3 separate regions of the Zea mays genome follow, and regions 2 and 3 are each linked to region 1. Evidence: chromatin contacts called from public Hi-C data. All regions are on one chromosome and are shown on one strand. The core of a region is the stretch at or near the end of the contact, and the rest is flanking DNA. Distances in the headings are between cores, read along the strand shown.

Region 1 (4,775 bases), core at 1,461-3,960:
TGATTTTCACCTTATTACTACCAAAGTACCAAGGCGATTTTTGGACACCTAGGCGACATAGCAAATTCAATTGAATCACTGCCAATACTCAACTCATGTAGCATCCATCCCACTGAAGACACAAACCCACATTGCATTCATCCCTTCCTTGCCCTAATCCCATATGCACAAGATAGGATGCAGCCGCTGCCTCACTCTATCCTTCAATATCTCCCCTTTTCGCCCTCAATCCCTCAACATAGGTAATGGGGGGGGGGGGGGGGGGGGGGGTTTCGGCAGGTAGGTAGAGATAGAGGCCATGCAAAACACAGAAATAGAGACATCCATGACACCATCGCGTGGCTACATCTACAACATTGTTTACACCAAGGCAGACATTATAGCCAGATGGGACGTCATTGACCAATAGGGGTTGATAGCCATAATTCAATATGTGCCACCTGTCTTAGGCGAATAGGGTGAAAAGAGGGCAACTTTATTCCAAATAAGGGGTCTGACTCATGGCTCACGTAGCTTGATCTGGAAAGGAGTCAGTTTGGCAGGGAATATTCATTCAGCAGATCATCAATTAGGCAGAGGAGCTTTTCTCAGATGGAACAATGTGAGAGACTAAACTTGTCTGTGCAGCAAAACAGATTTATTGTATGCCCACATTCGCAAGAAAATTTGGGTGGAATAAGGTTGTCCTGCAAAGCAAGTTTTTTGCTAGGCAAAACAGTAACCAGTAAGTATCAAGCAAAACCATTGTAGATAAGAAACTTACAGACCAAAATATCAAAAATGTCGCTACAGTTTTGAGTTTCTAGTAGCTTATTCTGTTACATATTTACATGACACAACAAAGTCATTACACATGCTATTGCTACCTCATTCTTAGATGACAAGTTAGTAACAAGAGATGTTTGGAACTAACTAAAGATCAAGGGAAGCTAACAACAAAACGAAGACATGTCTAAAACAAGAAGCCTCAAAATTTAGCTCTTTAATGGTCATATCAAATAGAAAAACAAAAGAGAAAGGTTTAACCAGATACATACTGAGCACATTCTGCCAATTTTCCTAGGTTCTGATTTTCCAAAATAGCCAAAATAAGCTGCTTATTCTCATCCAGATACTGCAGGGAAAAAAACAGGATCAATCAGAAAAGTTACAAATGTGCAACAGATCAAACATAAAACTGATTAACCTGGAATAGAAAGCCAAATGTGCCATATAAATTAATAAACATTGATAGTAAGTCATAAAATTGCAATATAGAAGACAAGGTAGTCCTGTGAGAATACATGGAAAATCTAGATTATCACAAGATATTTATAAATCAATTGAATGAGCATATAAAGAACAATACAAGCATAGCTGGTCTGGTGTTAGATGTAAAGTATCAAAGATCAGTTAGAGTCTGTCTAGAACTGTATTCTTGAACTGCGAATGTTTCGGTCCAGTGGGCTACATAAACATGGGGTCATTGCTATGTTGAAACAGATAAGGCCCGTATTTCACTCTATGTTTTTCTAGAAAGAACCAACTTGGCTACAATAGTTTGGAATTATGTAAGTAAAACAAAGATAAACATTCTTCAGCGCCTATTTATAAGCATTATATGCATTGGCAGTCTACAACTAACAAAATTAATATTAGTTACTAGAAAACTTAAGTACAAAATTCAGAAAAAAAAACAGACAATAAGCACGAAATCAATATATGAGAGACCAAAGAACAAATTAGCAAAGCTGTCACTTTTTCTTTTTAACTGAGCAACAAGTTGAAGATTAAAAATAAGAAAGATAACATTACATCTCCAATGAAAACATATTGAGGCATTCCCATAACTGGGTAAAAAAAATTACTACTGCTAGTTCCAGCTATAACTTGGAAGGTATGTCAATCATAAACTCATGTCCCGAGTGTGTGTTTGTAATCCATAAATATGCCGCTGATTCTCCATATGAGCCACGGCATCTTCCATCACAACAACAAAAAAATTATGCCATCAAGAGAAGGGAATGTACACACAGAGAAGGATTGCAGGTTACGAAGTGAAGAGTGTCAGCGTGAGGTCAACACCACAAAGCACATATGGAAAACATCAGTTTCCTTTTGTTCGAAGCAATGTGACATAAGGCCATGCTACAAGAAAGGACTCAAGTCCCATTACCCAAAATAAATGATACATTGAAATGTTGTGCTCCTATACATAAATGGTCATATCCTTCGTGTGGTAAAATATTTGGTGCACCGCCACCATAAGAAGACAAATATATTATCAACGAAGCATCAGGATTCATGTCTGATAGTTTAAAAAAATAATCCATGTCTGAGAGCAGGATCATAACATCATACCAAATATCCAATAGATCAACAGAACTCCTACACCAGCTTCAGGTGACGCTTGTCAAATCTACCAAGAAATCTAGAAAGAAACATACTAATCCACTAATCCGATACATCAGTAATCGATCCCAGCTCATACGGATGAATGCATTAGATTGGACTGGCAAGATGATCCAATCTTTGACCGAAATGGCGCCCAAGAAAACCCCACACGAAGCAGGGATGCGAACCCTATCACAACTGCGAGGGGGAAGTGAGGGAGCAAAGAGGAACCTTTTGGATCTGCTCCGTGCTGATTCCGGCAGCTGGGGTTATCGCCGGCGCCTGTGGCTGCATGTGCATCGGCTGCTGCATCCCTTCTTCTGCTGGCTTTGGTATCTCGGGGTCGCAGGGGCTTGGGTTTTGGGGGGTTCGAGAGTTTGGGGGTCGGCGCAGCGCAGGGAAGGTCAAAGTGACTGCGTGACATGTTGGCTCAAGTGTCGGAACATGTAACCGAAAAAAAATGACATATGGTACCTTGTGAAACGAAAATACTCCATCAGTCCAAAACGAAAGAAAAAAAGTTCCCTCCATATTTTTCAACGAGCCAGATCTTTACTTTCTCTATCCTAAATAGTGTCCTTCACATTTTATTAAAAAAACTAGATGTTTTAATTTTAACTAGATATATATATATAACTATCAATAATTTTGGACACTTAGGAACAGAGTGTCCAAAGAAAGCCCAATAAGACTCTTGAAAACAGCTCAAATCACTTACGAGCAACCTTGTGAGGCGGAGCGGACGACTAAGTCCCTACCGATCAACCTTGCGAGGCGAAACGGACGATGAAGCCCCTGTCGAGCGAGGCGTAGCGGACGACTAAGTCCCTGCCGAGCAGCCTCGCGAGGCGTAACGGACAACCAAGTCCCTACCGAGCAACCTTGCGAGACGGAGCGGGCGACCAAATCCCTGCCGAACAACCTTGAGAGGCGGAACGAACGACCAAGTCCACGACGAGCAACCCCGCCATGAGGCGCGAGCAACCGGATCCCGCGCCAGTCTGACTAGCGTAAGAGAAAGGCCAGCCCAATGATGCGAGCCCACGTCAGCAAGAAAAGATAGGTCGGCACCAAGACTACGCTCGGGGCTTGGGTACGGCATCGAAAGGTCCCCGACAGACGTCAGACGGCACCTCGCCAAGTACTGTCCCACACAAACCCCCACTGGCGAGTAGGGCCAGCCAACCCCGGTCGAAGGGATCTTATCATCAGAGTCTCTACATTGACCCACATGCCGGAAAAGATGTAACGAATACCCCATACCGGTGTATGCCTACGCATGCCAGTAGGTGACACAGGTCCGTGACGACGGGTGAAAGCCTCGCTACGCATGGCCGCACCGTAGGGCAATGGACCACCACGCACCACTACGAAAGATGTCAGCAGAGGACTCGCTACAGGGACTCGTACGACAAACAAGCAAGATGATACGCTGAGCACTACGTCAAACCAAGGGGTGGATGGCCCTCATGCCTGTAGAGAACAGACCTCCTCTGAAAGGTCCTACCCTTGAGATATAAAAGGAGAGGGCACCCTCCTTTCCAGACACACAAGCACACAAGTTGTTACATGCTCAAAGCAATACTACGATCAACACTACACTGGACTAGGGCTTCAGCCTGAACCAATATAACCCCCGTGTCTCTGATCTCTCATTAAATCCGAGCGAATCACCATTCGGAGTGAGTCCGCGCTAGCATCCCCCACCAAACACAAATCTCATTGTCCCCTAGTTTTCGAAACAATGACAGTTAACGCCAGGTAGGGGAGCTAGTGTACTAAGTGACGCCTTCCACTTTGATGGCCCAGTCATCAGCATTTGCTGGAGGCGAGACCTTCGCTCCAGGAAGCCACATCACCTTCGGCACCCTCGACTTCTTCACCACCACCACCGGCGAACTCAGCCTCGTCATCCCCAACGTGGCAGCACCATGGGCACGCAACCCACATGTTCCACCAGGAGCAAGGCGAAGGAGCAACGCCTGAAAAGGCACATCGCCGCCCTAAGGCGGCGCCTCAATAGACACACCGAGACAAAGGTGGTGGAAGCCACGTCCTCGACTACGGTGGCAGTCATCGATCGCCAGCCGATGTCCATCCTCGACTTGCTCGAGGACGATTTGAGCCACGGCTCGATCGGGGCTAACTCTAGCGCCGAAGAAGCGTCGAAAAGGGCCTACTTCGTGTGATGCCCCCTAAAAGGGAAATAGGGTTTAACCTTTTCCTATAAATGATTTTGGTGGTTGAATGCCCAACACAAATAATTGGACTAACTAGTTTGCTCTAGATTATATATTCTACAGGTGCCAAAGGTTCAACACAAACCAATAAAAAGATCAAAGTTAGGGTTCAAAAGAAAGGAGCAAAATAAACCTAAGAGAACCCTGGTCTGGGGCACTAGA
Region 2 (4,461 bases), core at 291-2,790, 380 kb after region 1:
GTGAAATATAGGAATCAAACCACTGCCAATTTAAAATTACAGGTACTTTGTCAGACTAAACTCTATATTTTTTTACAATACATTAGCAATTAGCCTACACATCACATATACTGATAACTGATTGCTATGGAGAAGACCAATACGAAAGGAGACAAAGTGGTTGACTTTGAGTTTGGGCAGAACCATCAAATGGGATACAAAAGCTGCACATATAAGCCAACACATAAAAACATGACGAGAAGATCCTTTCACCTAAAAATCAAATACAGGGCACTTATTCATGGTAGGACAATCAGTACACGACACCTCTTTTCTATGACATGATGCTTACATATCAACCCAGATATTTAGAATCCAAAAAACGTACATCCCAAGAATGTTGGGGCAAGCAAAATAATAAAATGTCAAATCTAGGAAAAATGCAGATCTAAAAGTACAGGTAATCCTTAGGCCATGTTTGGTCGGGCTTCTTTGCAAACAACTAATCTAAGAAGACAGAATCTGGAGCAGCCACATTTAGGTGGCTTCACCAACCTAGTACAAAAAAAAAGAGCTTCTCCCCTCCGGTAGGGTTTGGCAAACCTTTTTTTGAACGTAATGGTCCGCCTCTCAATTAAGAATGGAATTAACCCTGTTTTAAGGAAAAACCGGGCCCAAAATCTAACAAATACAAGAAGGTAGCCCAACGTGGAGCAAACACTGAACACACGAAGGGCTAACCCACCAACACGACGCGTAAGAGCACACATAACTGCCATGAGTCATCGCTTCCAAGCTAGATTGAAAAGCAGCCGGTGGCTCCGACTTCCCATGGCAAACCCCGGACGAACCAAACGAAAACAGACAGACGGCTTGAAGTGAAAGGTCGCAACAGGTCATTATTTTGCTTGCCTTAAACATTTATTATTTTGCTTGGGGCTTCAACATTTGGGGCTAATAAACGTTTGGGGCAAGCAAACTCAAAGAGGGCCTTAACGTTTTCCAGAAATGCAAGTGTTCCATGGGCCTACCTCACACCAATGTGGGCACTAAATCTCTATTTTGTCTTGTCAAATTAATTCCTCCATTCCCAGTTCCTAAGATGCACTTGAACATTTAGCCTACCAATCAACATAAAAATGCACTTCGCACATTCGTCAGACTGACACGAGGCAGCCTCACCCACCCATCGGACCTTCAGAGGCATGCACAAACGCCGAAGAGTAACAACCGCACGGCGGACTTCCAGCAGCCTACCGGAGCATCTCCCCGCAGAAAACTGGGCCTCCCGAGCCAATCGAAAGCCGCATACTCGTACTAATTCCACCTCAAACACGCAGGATAAACTAAATAAATGCTAGGGTTTATGGGACGGGGAGCAGCCGAGCAGGAGTCCGAACCTTGGGACCAGCGACAAGACGGAACGGCGGGCGGAGCGAGGACGCGGACGGCGCGATGAGCGCACCGGAGTCGCCGCCGACGCAGCCGCCGAAGATGGACATCGCCATGATGGATGCGACTGTGCTAGGGTTTTGCGCACCAGCCCCTTTTCCCCTTTTTCTTTTCGCTTTGTCCTCAGTGTTGGAGGCTGGTAGACTGGACTCTCGTTGGAATTTGGAAGGAAGTTGGAACGGCTGCATTGGTGCCACCAGCTCGCTTGTGCGATTTGGCTGTGTAAGGTTGGGTGTCTTAAATTGTGTCTCAGAGTGTGTCTAGTGGATGAATGTAAAAAACTCAAGACATGTATCTTGACGAAGACACAGTGTTTTAGCTCTATGTTTGAGACAGGAGACTAGCTGATTGATCACTTTAATTTATTGAATGTTCTGATTGTTACAATGAATATGGTAAGACACATGTTTTAGACATGACCACTGTATTATGTTGTGTTTTATTTGTGCCTTATACTTGGAGTACCGTGCAGCAGTGTCTAGGTTGTACATGCTCTAACCCAAGTTTAGTCACCTTACTTTAGTCACTATTTATTTTTTTAAGACTAAAAGTGACTAAAGTCTAGTCATTAAATTTTAATCACCTCAAACTAAAGAGAGTCTAACTTCTATAAGAATCACTTTAGCCAAAACTGTCTAAAATCAATGTGAATATATAATCGACCGACTTGTTGCGATAGTAGTAAACTGTCACTTTCAAAATCATAAACTCTATAGACTTTTTTATCTTCCTCCAAACGTAATTTTCACGATATTCAGAATCTCTCCACAGTTAGATTGGTCAGGCCAACTACTTGCGTGTTTGGTTTAAGGATTTAAAAATTTCAATGTTTTTCAAAAAAAAATCAAATCTATTTACAGCCCATTTGTTTTTTTGGACCGAAACACTTATCAATAACTTTGATTCGATCTTATTTTCACTCTCCATTATTTTAGCATGCCACTAATTCTTACCCTAACACCAAAAAAGTTGTAGAATCCTTTTCACTTCCAACTCATGAGCAACCGTGGTGTCGTTGTCGATGACGACAACAGGGTGGGACAAGGCATCCATGGGGCACCAAACGTGTGGTCGCTTGTTAGTGGCGGTGGCAATCAAAGAGGTGTCGGCTCGAGAAGGCCGAGTAGTGGGCTCCGTTTGGCAGTGGCATGCGAAGGCGGGCGGCAGTCACCATCGCGGTGGACATTCCAGCAACACCACCACCCCCGCTAGCCAGCCATCACCACTGACAACCACTAGCGTCGAGGGAAGAGCCAACGAAGTCTTCTAGAGACAAAGCTTTGGTAGGAAGGGAGGTATATCTCTAGGTTGGCGAGCGGTGGAGACCGAAGAGGGGAGCTTGAGCTTGCTTTGGGTCGCGGTCTTTCTGCTTCGGGGAGTGCTGGATTTGTCCTGTAGTGACAACGTTGTGTTGTGTTGTGTTGTGTCGAGTGCATGTTCGAGTGCGACATGTGTGTGTGTGTTTGTACTTAGGTTGGTACGCTGGTGGCGTGCAGGATTATGGTGACACCACCATCGATGCCTATGTGCATGTCCCCTTCTCTCCTAACAACGCATAATTGATTTATCAGATTCTACTATAGCATGAGAAGCTAGACATACTATGGTATTGAAAGATGATGGCCTAAATGGACCCTCTTAAGCTAAATTTCTCGTTATACTACAAGAGATTGAAGAACTCGATGAATATACCCCTTGACCTCTATGACATCCTCATCTCCTATGCACGTAAGTTTGAGTTATGATGACCCTCTATTTGGAAAGAAGGAAGAGGTGGCTTATGAACTAGTCAAAAAAAGGATAGCAATAATGTTGCTCCTAGTTAGTTTTTTCTTCTCAAGTCGTGTTAAACTCTTGTATTGATAGAAATTGTCTTGGTGTATGCTACTACCCAAGTTCCTAGTGGTTTTGTTAATTGTGTGACTTTGTTGAACTAGTCTGTTCGATTAATTCTAAAATGTTGGACTAAATCTAGATTTGGTTAAACTTGTGGATTTGATAAGGATGGTGGATTAATTCTAGAATGTTTAAACTTGTTGGATTTAGAATTGATTGTCCAATTTACTAGGATGCACGTGATGCAGAGTACTGCTCTCACGGGTTGATAATAAGTTAGTGCTCTCAGGTTGTTAACAAGTTAATAGATTGATTCCATACATAAAGTATACAAACATCAATTATATTTCAATTCTAGAAAATAAATTCCATGTACAACCAAACATGAATTATGGAATTGAATCACTTTATAGGTGATTCGATTCTAATTAATTCATTTCTTGGAATTTAATTGATATAAAAAGTTTTATTTACTGGGATCCAAAGAGCTCGTTAAGAAAGCTAGGGATGACAAATTTGATATGCAAACTCGAAACCCGACGGGTACCCCGGCCTGACGTGTGCGGGTACAGGTGAAGATTTTGATCCGCGGTGTAGCCGCACCCGACCCGAAGTTTCATGTGTGTGTGTTTCTGTTTCAATCCGCGGATGACCTACACCCGACTCGAAATTTGGTTTCTTCTTTATTTTGCGCAAAGATGATCAAGATACGATAGTAATTATTTTGAATAAGTAACTTGGCTAATGATTCATGAAATATTTTGTTGATGTTCAACGTGAGAAGGCTTAAAAGTTGTAGATATAATTCAATTATTACTGGTACTTAATTGTTTATAGCTTAATTATGTTTAAAAGTTGAATAAAAACATGGGGGTGATCCAAAACCCAACAGATTCAAGTGTGGTTTAAAATTGCACCCACAAGCATGATTGGTAGATCGCATGCGGATTTTTACTCCACCCAATCCAAACCAGACACATTGCCATCCCAAAGGAAAACATTGTATGGTTAGCTTCCAAGCGTCTGACGGGCCTGTTTGGTTCAGCTTTTTTCGAACCAGCTTTTCTGAGAATCTGGCTATAGAGAGAATCTGCATGTGTAGAGAATCTGTGTATCATTAGGATTACGTGCGGAGGAAGATAAAGGTGTCAATAAGACTCAAGATCTAGAAAGTGACGAATTCCTACTATTGCA
Region 3 (4,552 bases), core at 1,179-3,678, 450 kb before region 1:
GAAAACAATCTAAACTGATGGGAAAAAAACAGAAAGTTAAAGTAAGCTGTGTAGCAAGTGCAGAGGTGCTCTAAGAAGTGAAGATACATGAATTCTATAGTTTGCAAGAAGTTACATTCCCGTATACCTTTCCACAACCATAGCTCAACAAATATCATTGCTGCTACCTCATAAGCTCAATGAGAATCACACACTTCAAATTGGAACAGAGGAATGGTTGAACAACTCATGTACCTTCATAATCAACAATCTGACTCCATCATCTTTCTCAAAAGCTGTGAAATACCATAGGAGACCTTTAATCTGCAACATGAAGGAACAATCAACATAACATGAGAGAACAGTCAGCATAACAGTAAATTTGGTTGCTGTGAACTCTTTAACGTACCATTTCAGAGGAGAGTGCATTGAGCTGCTTTGGCCTATTCAAAATCAGCGTTCGTGTAGAGCCATGTGCTTCTACCAAAAGCTGACAAAATAGAGGAGTGTAAATAACCATCAAGAAGTTGTGGCAACGAGTTGAGCAAAGCAAAACTGTCTGTTCCCTGTATTCCAAATTGTAAATTGTTTTGCCTTTTATAGGTACATTGGTCCTACTGATATTATGTTATATCCAGATATGTAACGAAAAACTATATATTTAGAGCTAGTTTGGCAACTCCATTTTAATTTCCATTTTCCCAAGGGTTAATGAACTAATTTTACTTGAGAAAATGGGGTTGTCAAACTATCCCGTAGAAGATCAAAATGACTTGAAATTTTGAACCGAGGGAGTATTGCGGAATGCAGAAATGACACAGACGACAAGAGCATACGAAGACACTAGATATGACTGAGTCGTTGTTTAAACAGACCGGTGGATCATAATCACAATTCACAAGTAACAGATTCCATAAGGCTCACGAAAATAAACTAACACTGGGGCTCACTTCGGAATTATGGAATCTCTGTTACTATAGTCATCGTAGCAGGATTTTTAAACAAAGGGCTCACTTCGAAGCACATGTATCATCCAAGAATGAGGCCTCATTCACGTCACCCATACAATCCAGCCCACGCCAGGGCACCTCCAAACCTGGACCAAAGTTTATTTGCCTGACCTGCCGTCTAATAGGGTGTTTGGTTTGAGTAATAAATTAGTCCATCATTTTCTCATTCCTTACCTTTTTTATTTAATTTGTACCACCTCATTCCCCATATTTAGTACTAACATAAAGATTAGGATCATATCACTAAATTTAAGGAATTAATTTATGATGCACCACCTAATATTAGATGGAATGATTCCTTGAACCAAACACGTATCACACGGCCCGTTGCTGTTGGTACAGTCGATCTCAATTTTTATGGATGACCTTACTACTTCGCTCACATCACACTCAGATTCTCCTTCTGTAGAACCCGTTTTGGATAGCTCCATCGGTGTCAGATTCAGCAAAAATAACTTCAATCCACGAAAAGTTAGGAAATCCCACGAAATCCAGGTTCAATCAAGATCAAATTGGTAGCTCTAATGATCAGATTCACTATTTTGGTGGAGCAACTCAACTCAAATTTAGTGTAGTTAGTTAGTTAAAATTACCCACAACTACCGATCAATGCACAATATCTATTCGTTCTTTTGTTTCTTTCAGCCATAAGAGGAGACCGGAGGGCGAGGTGCAGCGGAAGGATCTGCGCAGGGAGGGGGGCATGGACATGGACCATGGAGCCGCGCGCGTACTCCTCCTGCTCCTTTCACGAATCACCGCTTGTCGCATCCTCTCCTTCCACAAATTGGCCTCCTTCACATTACCTCGTGTGTTTTTTTATGGCTGCACTTTGTGTTTTTTTTTCTCTCTCGATGAATCCAAGTCCTGAATGAAGTAGTTGGATGGATCCATGCATCTATTCTAAAAGTAGTTAGTAGGGATTGTCTTTGGTAGATTCAAGGAAAGGACTTTTTTTGGGGGTTTCAGTTTAGGACTGAGGTTAACCTAACTATTAGCTGTTCAAACCGAAACATTTCAAATGGCTGGACTGATCTGGTTAAGTTAATTACGATCTTGCGCCATCGATCTCATATCATGAGCGTTAACTTGCCTCCACAAGCCAGATGCCAAACGAGGTGTAGAGTTGAGTTCTTGACAGGCAGGCCTTTTCCTGAACTACTAGTTCCACACATTAGGCAGCAGGTAAAAGCTCCAGCGTTTGGGCATGTTTGGCTGTGCTCCAATCTCTAGCTATGTCTCAATTCACGTTTACTGAGAGGGGTCGGTGTAAATTAGGATAGATTTTAGAGTAGAGCGAGACAAAAAACCGAAGCATTTCAACGAACCTGGTCGGAGTCCGCCGCCGCGGCGCCCTCGCGAGGCAGCGTGGCCATCTCTCTTCCTTGCTCAGGTGACTGACACCAGCCCAGCAGCGCTTGCACGCTCGTTTATTCTGCGGAACTGGTGGCTTGGCTCATGCTTTCCATTGTATTTATAGCCTTCAATGCTCGAACGTCACTCCGGCAGGTACTGCAATTAATTTATTATCCTGTTACTAGTCGGCTAGTCGCTGCCCCGCTGGAGTCTGTATGCTTGGCTTTATTACCAGCTTCTATGACTTATACAGTGTTTTTATCTCTATAGAATAACCTAAATTGTCAAATTGCAGCTACAGCAGTGCAAATAGGGGTTAGTTTGTAGAGACTAATTTTTAATTCCACCATTTTATTTAATTTTAGTCCTTAAATAATCAAATACGGAAACTAAATAGAGTTTTAATTTTCGGGACAAAAGTTAGATTAAAATAAAAAGACTAAATATTAGTTTCCATAAACCAAACATCTCCAATACTTAGGCCCATATTTTACACCTCAAACTAATAGTTTGCAGCATTAGCTGAGAGGTTTACGACGGCAGCTAACAAAGCCATTAGTTGTTAGCTGCCCATCCCATCTAAAACTAGATAACAGGTGGTTGATGGCCAAATTGTCTCTTGCCTTTTCTACTTGTCTGCTCAATTTTTTCCATGTACGATGAAGAAGTCGAAATTTCTATGCTATTTATCATATTTGGAATCTGTATTTATAATTTTTTATTTCTAAAATTGTCGGGTACCGTAATTAGGGGTACCCCCAACACTCCTAAACACAGCTGATAAACACCCGCGGAACAAACCATAAAAACTGATGGGCGCGGTTTAAATCAAGGCTTTGTCTACCCAAGAGACGCGACCTCACCCGAGCCCAGCCGCGGGCTGGAACCGTAGTCCCAGACGAATTCACGCCTCGCCCGAGGGCCTCCTCAGGCAGTGGGCGCACTCTCGGCTCGCCCGAAGCCCAGCTCGGGCAGGCTTCGTTGTGAAGCAACCTTGGCCAAAACGCCTTACCAACCGACCGTATCGCATGCACATTTAATGCGGGGATCGCCTGACACCTTATCCTGACACGCGCGCCTCAGTCGGCAAGGTCGAAGTGACCGCAGTCACTTCGCCCTTTCACTGACCGATCTGACAGGAAAACAGTGCCGCTCACCCCGCTCCGACTGCTGTGCCAACCACCAGGGTAAGACTGACAACAGCCGAGTTCAGCCTCGGGCGCAACAGGAAGCTCCGCCTTGCCCGACCTTAGGCCTCGACCTCTGGAGGAGGTCTCCGCCTCGCCCGACCCCAGGACTCAGCCTCGGCCTCGGGAGGAATCGCGTCCTCGCCCGACCCCGGCCTCGGCCTCAGGAGAAGTCTCCGCCTCGCCCGACCTTGGGCTCGGACCGACCGCGCCACAGGGAATACATCATTACCCTACCCCTAGCTAGCTCAGGCTACGAGGGAACAAGACCGCCGTCCCATCTGGTTCACCCCGATAACAGGTAATGATGGTTTCCCGCGTGCGTCCATGACGTCGGTGGTTCTCAGCCCCCTACGGAAGCAAGGAAACGTCAGCAGGATCCCAGCTGCACCGCCAGCTGTGCTTCTACAGGGCTCAGGCACATCTCCGACGGCCACGTTATCGCGTACACAGGGCTCAAGCACTTCTCCGACAGCCACGTTGGCATGTACACAGGGCTCAGGCACTTCTCTGCCAGACACGTTAGCGCATAGCTACACCCCCCATTGTACACCTAGACCCTCTCCTTGCATCTATAAAAGGGAGGTCCAGGGCCTTCCTGCGGGGTGGTCGCGCGGGAACGAGCAAACAAACAGGCTCTCTCTCGCGCGCGACGCTTGTAACCCCTACTACGAGCACCCCCGGTGCGAGATAATACAAGCCGCATTCCCCCTTGTGTTCCATCTTGCGCCAACCCATCTGGGCAGGGGCACGCAGCGATAAATTCACTGGTCGGCTTGGTTGAGGGTCCCCCGGGGTCCGAAATGCCGACAGTTGGCGCGCCAGGTAGGGGCCTACTGTGTGTTAACGAACACCTTCCCGTTGAGTTCCAGATGGGTAGTCTTCAGCAACCTCTTCAGCCCGGGACGGTGCTCCGCTTCCGGAGTCTCGAGTTCATGTCCTGCGACGGCAGCTACGACATGGTACTCCTCCCCTAGCAGCACGACAACAACGACGGTCATCAGCTCGCCCGGCGGCGGC

Evidence for each region. A called contact is a pair of places that touch in the nucleus more often than the background predicts.
Region 2: a contact with region 1 is called in a Hi-C map of ear, with 2.5 times the contacts expected there. The contact joins the promoter of LOC541645 here to the promoter of LOC100101546 in region 1. A contact is called at or near these places in 2 of 25 Hi-C or Micro-C datasets (ear and tassel).
Region 3: a Hi-C map of tassel shows a contact between it and region 1, with 2.3 times the contacts expected there. The contact joins the promoter of LOC100283469 here to the promoter of LOC100101546 in region 1. A contact is called at or near these places in 3 of 25 Hi-C or Micro-C datasets (ear, leaf and tassel).

Annotation. Positions count from the first base shown.
Region 1 is chr10:19,221,991-19,226,765 of Zm-B73-REFERENCE-NAM-5.0, reverse strand. It overlaps LOC100101546, which reads right to left and starts at 2,710. Exons shown (of 4, transcript NM_001112562.2): 1 at 2,605-2,710; 2 at 1,038-1,114. The coding sequence starts at 2,685.
Region 2 is chr10:18,839,641-18,844,101 of Zm-B73-REFERENCE-NAM-5.0, reverse strand. LOC541645 (chitin synthase homolog 1) reads right to left here and starts at 1,540. Exons shown (of 2, transcript NM_001111400.2): 1 at 1,380-1,540. The coding sequence starts at 1,487.
Region 3 is chr10:19,676,735-19,681,286 of Zm-B73-REFERENCE-NAM-5.0, reverse strand. LOC100283469 (CHY1) reads right to left here and starts at 2,428. Exons shown (of 14, transcript NM_001371940.1): 1 at 2,318-2,428; 2 at 389-469; 3 at 235-303. The coding sequence starts at 2,365.